2 separate regions of the Ovis aries genome follow, and region 1 is linked to region 2. A link is a contact called in public Hi-C data. All regions are on one chromosome and are shown on one strand. The core of a region is the stretch at or near the end of the contact, and the rest is flanking DNA. Distances in the headings are between cores, read along the strand shown.

Region 1 (2,700 bases), core at 10-2,509, 140 kb after region 2:
TGGTGATGGACAGGGAGGCCTGGCGTGCTGCGATTCATGAGGTCGCAAAGAGTCGGACACGGCTGAGTGACTGAACTGAATTGAACTGAAGCACATCATGGCTTCATCTAATTCCTGCAGCTAGTGCAAGGAAGTTATTATCTCCACTCCAGAGATGAAGACTGTGGCTGGGGCGGTGAGGATGGAATTAGCCCAAAGTCATAGCATGTTCTAGCTGCTAGGAACTACTATCCTGAACTAGCCACTTCACATTGACTGTGGTGAAATCTTCAGAGCATCCCTAGAATAAATATATGACTGAAATTAAAAGATGCTTCCTCCTTGGAAGAAAAGTGATGACAAACCTAGAGAGCATATTAAAAAGCAGAGACATCACTTTGCCAACAAAGGTCCATTTAGTCAAAGATATGGCTTTTTCAGTAGTCGTGTACAGATGTGAGTTGGATCATAGAGAAGGCTGAGTGCCAAAGAATTGATGCTTTCAAACTGTGGTGCTGGAGAAGACTCTTGAGAGTCCCTTGGACTGCAAGGAGATAAAACCAAACAATACTAAAAGAAATCAATCCTGAATATTCACTGGAAGGACTGATGCTGAAGCTGAAGCTCCAATACTTTGGCCACTCGATGGGAAGAACTGACTCACTGGAAAAGACCCTGATCCACGGAAAGATTGAGGAAAGGATGAGAAGGAGGCAAGAGTATGAGATGGTTGGATGGCATCATCGACTCAATGGACATGAGTTTGAGCAAACTCAAGGAGATGGTGAAGGACAGGGAAGCCTGGCATGCTGCAGTCCATGGGGTCGCAAAGAGTCAGACAGAACTGAGCGGCTGAACAACAACCAACATTTTTATAACTGTTCAAAGTTGCAGGCTAAGTGGTAAATTCAGGGCAGAATTCAAAGCTAGGTCTTTTTCATTCCAAAACATGCACTCTATTGTGCCAGAAATATTCTCATACCTTGTCAGAATAAATGTCCTGAGCTTAGTTTGAAATGTATAGTTACCATGCACAGTCCACAATGAGAGGTTTAGCCTTTTGCTACGGAGTTTCTGAAAAGCATTTTTAAAAACATCCTTAAACAAGCATTTGCTGAGGAGTCCTTTGGGCAAAGCCTCAGGCTAGACAGTGCAGGTAGGGCTGGGATAGAGGTGACCCAGAACTTGACCCTCGGGAGATCATGGTCCAGGAGAGTTTAGGGTGGGGGTAGGAGAGGAAGGGAGAAGAAGGAAGTGAGAGTAGAGAACACAACACAAGTAGTAGAGAACACACACAGCATATACTCACACAACAGTAGGTGGCAGGGGTGGCATTTGAATCCTGGCCTGTCATCTTAATCAATGCACTGAGATGAACAACATTTTTAAAGTCTTACTAGGCTCACTCACTTTCTTTACACATCCATAGACCAAATATAGTACTATCAACATAAGAGAATGAATATTTATAAGCTTATATGTAGTATAATCTTTTTGTGGATAGTCTGTCTTATCCATCCTGGAACTAATTAACTAGTTTATTTTGGATGATTCAGTTGGGAGTCATGCCCATATCACCAGGGAAAATAATTTTTAATTTTGAAGAATAGAGTAAGTTTCATATCTTGGTTTATCTTTTTGGCAGTCCAACCTCTATGTGGAGACCAAAACAATCCCTAAAGATAATAAAATACTATTGACTGAGGAGACTAAATATATCGAGTTGTTTTTATTGGAATGACTTAACAACAGGCCAGAAAGCAAACCTGGAAGTCTCCTCTTCTTTAAATAAATACCTGAAAAGATCTTCATTCAGGGTTACTAGGAAGTTTCCATTTGCATTGCCAATTCTATCATTCAAATGATGCGAGTAAATTTACATTAGTTATATTTTCTAGGTATTTCTCAGAAAATTCTAAGTGGAATAGTTCCTTTACAGGAAGGGTATTTAAATAGTCTGTATGCTTGGCTGAGATAGCTAGGAGAGAATACTGATCATTTTTATTCATTCTCTTACTCCAGTAGACACTTAGGATCTGCTTCTTGATTATTCAATTTTTTCCTTTGTATCTACGGTCTATTAGTACATTATCCAAGATCTAGCAAGTAGGTGTTCCTAGGAACATCAACATAGGAATTGGAATTGTCACTGAAGCTGTATGAAATCGGTGGGTTTGAGACTCTTGTCTGTGAAATCAGGACTTGAGGAAAAATAACATTCTGACTCAGGGCGGCCAACCCACTAATTCATAAATAGCCCGCTACATGTGAGGAGTCAGAGAGGACCAGGACTGAATGCCAGACCTCTGACAGTCGAGTCCACACTAGTGGACACAGCGATACCAGATGCATGTCAGGTGGTGTCTTGGGATTCCCAGTGACTTGATTTCAAAGAAAAGTCATCCGCAGGTAGAACACTGTTTATCTATCTGGCTGAAGCTTGCCTTTGTGCCATTTTAGCAGTGAGAAAATGAACCAGATCTGCTAGTTAATGAAATAAAATTCCCCCAAGAAGCAAGGAGTTTGGCCAACTTAAAATGCAAGGCAAGTGATCTTCATGCATTTTAAAATTATTAGGAACAAATGTTAGGGAAAACTGTGCTAACAACCAATTTATGATCTCTACCTTCAATATCCACATAAAGCAAATACAGAGTGAGGACCCAATCTGAATGGACAAGAATTGTCCATTTCACAGACTTCCACAATTAAGGGCTTTCC
Region 2 (2,700 bases), core at 90-2,589:
AGAGTAGGTTTCAAAACTTTCATGCAGAATATGATTCTAGTTTCTGCAAAAATAAGATGTGTATGTGGACACAGAAAACAGACTTATGGTTACCAAAGGGAAAGGGGTGAAGGAGAGATAAATTATGAGTATGGAATCAATGGATATATAAAATAGATTAATGACAAGGACTTATATATAACACAGGTAACTATATTTAATATTTTGAGAAGAATCAAACAAAATAAGATATATGTATAACCAAATAACTTTGCTGTACTCCCAATAACACAATATTGTAAGTCAACTATACTTCATTAAAAAATGTGTGTGTGTATGTGTGTGTTTGTCTGTGTGTAATAAGGGCAAAAGATATACCAATTTTTTAAACTGTAGGATTATAGGAGACATATTATTTTGCCAAGTTTTACTCAATAAGTATATACTGCTTTTATAATATGGAAAGTAAGCCAATTCAAGTTGCTTTTATACATGTTGTGCAGTAGACTAAATTAACGATCAGTTTTGTGCTGAGCTGAATATTAACATAATGTATATCATCTCCAAACCCATCCTTCTATACTCCGCTCTGTGATACCTAGGTTTCAACTTTGCAAATAGTCTGCCTCCTTTCCAGCAAGTTTCCTGTTAGATTCTACCAGTGGGGGCACAACAGAGACTGAAAGGCAAACGGAGAAAAGGGAGATGTTCTTCCCATTTGCTCATTTACTTGGGTGTCATCCCAGCAGTGGCCTGTCACATCGGGATTTGTTTCACTCGGCAGCTTATGGCAGCACTCCCAGAACAAGGCTTACTGCACCCCCTTGGTAGTACTAGCATAAACCCGGCAGTGTCCTCTCCCAATTACTGACTTCCCCTAACTCAGTCACTCCTAAAACTAATCATGTGTGAGGGGAAGCAAAGCAAGAGAGGGCTCCCCTTCCACATATCAATGCTGAGCTCACACACTAGGCTGCACCCTGAGTGGGCAGTGTGTACCCCAATGGTGGGGCAGGTGGAAGAGGTTGGCAGGCCCATCAGATTGGCAGGGCAGTAAATCATCTTATTCAGCAATTCTCTTTAAAAACTGTTATGATACAGCAGAGTTCAAGTCCAGGAGTAGAAATGTATAGTAACTGAGGACAAAGGTTGGGACCTCACCCATGGCTTGTTGGAACAGACCCTGTTTGAGCTCTGCCTCGATTCTGTCACCTGAATCAAGGAGATTCACTTGTTTTTGTCACCTGAATCTGCCAGCTGGGGAGTCACAGGCCAGGGCCAGGAGTTCCTCAACTGAGTACACTGGCCTTTTGTGTTGGCTAGGCAAGACAAAAGGTCATGATGTCCCAGAGGGAATCAGTACTGTCCCATGCAACGGAACTGAAACAGGGAGCAATAAGAACATTCACATTCCTCTGGCTACGGTGACCCTGAACTATTCTGATTTCATGAAGACTATACACAGTCTTGGAAGTTGCACAAGACCTGGCAGCCACTTTTAGACTTCTTATGGCTCCTGGGACACTTACAGCGATAATTCAAATGCTGTACAATTAGAGAAATCTTTATGCGTTGATTCTCAAATAAAAAGGTATGCATGGGGATATGAACCAGCTAAAATAAGTGAATGCTATAGACTTATTATAAATTTGCTAGAACAGGGTAAAAGTTGAGATTTTAAACTGACTAATGTTTTTTATTCCTCTCACATTTTTATATGAGTGATTACAGATGATGAAAAGAATGTTGTGGATTAAGTAAAATTTCAGATCTTGTAAAGCAGTTGTTGCTTAGTAGCTCAGTTGTGTCCAATTCTGTGACCCCGTGGGTTGCAGCACACCAGGCTTCCCTGTCCTTTACTGTCTCCTGGAATTTGCTCAAACTCATGTCCATTGAATCTATGATGCCCTCCAACCATCTCACATACTGTCACCCCCTTCTCTTCCTGCCCTCAATCTTTCCCAGCATTAGGGTCTTTTCCAACGGGTCAGCTCTTCGCATCTGGTGGCCAAAGTACTGGAGTTTCCACTTCAGCATCAAGTCCTTCCAATGAATAGTCAGGGTTGATTTCCTTTAGGATTGACTGATTTGATAGGATTGACTGGATTGACTGTAAATTAGGGGGAAGGGAAAACAAAGGAGAAATAAAAATTTGCACTGATGAACTGTAAAATTTACCTGTGTAATGTGGGAAGGTTTTTAAGAGTTTAGAAATAAATTAAGAAGGAGCTATGACCAAGAAAAAAGAGCTAGAAAAAAGAAAAGAAAAAGAAATGATTAATTAAAAAATAAAAAAAAGGCAAAAGAAGTTTCTTCAGCAAGTCTAGTGGTCCTGCCTGACCACTTGTAGCCTCACAGTGGCAGATTCTAAGATCCTAAGCATCTGGGTAAACAAGGCTGCTGCAGGGAGCCTCTGGAAAACCCCAAGAGGAGGACCACAGTGCAGACCTCTAGGATATGGGAGCAAATGGATTCTCTCTTGATACATTCTTTTCTTCTTTTTAGAAACAGTTCCTGGAGTGCTTTTGATCCTTCAGAGACTGAACTCCTGACCATGGGACTGTTGACTGAGGGAAAAAGAAAAAAAAAGCACAACCTTAAAACTGAGAGCTAAGCTTTATTTGGCAGACAAACTCAGGACTTCAGCCCAGGATGCAGCCTCTCTGATTGCTCTGAAGAGATAAGGGAAGAGTCAGGATATTCGGGAGTTTTTGCAACAAA

What was found. A called contact is a pair of places that touch in the nucleus more often than the background predicts.
Region 1: a contact with region 2 is called in a Hi-C map of omental adipose tissue, with 2.7 times the contacts expected there. The contact joins two enhancer-like sites. A contact is called at or near these places in 7 of 16 Hi-C or Micro-C datasets (hypothalamus, liver, muscle and 3 more).

What each region holds. Positions count from the first base shown.
Region 1 is chr2:63,829,547-63,832,246 of ARS-UI_Ramb_v3.0, forward strand. No RefSeq gene overlaps it. Among named protein-coding and RNA genes, the nearest start is that of ALDH1A1, 82 kb to the left of the region's middle. Within about 2 kb of position 1,260, at least 1 of the 54 cell types and tissues checked has an H3K27ac peak or open chromatin away from gene starts, as enhancers often do.
Region 2 is chr2:63,686,197-63,688,896 of ARS-UI_Ramb_v3.0, forward strand. No RefSeq gene overlaps it. Among named protein-coding and RNA genes, the nearest start is that of ALDH1A1, 62 kb to the right of the region's middle. Within about 2 kb of position 1,340, at least 8 of the 54 cell types and tissues checked have an H3K27ac peak or open chromatin away from gene starts, as enhancers often do.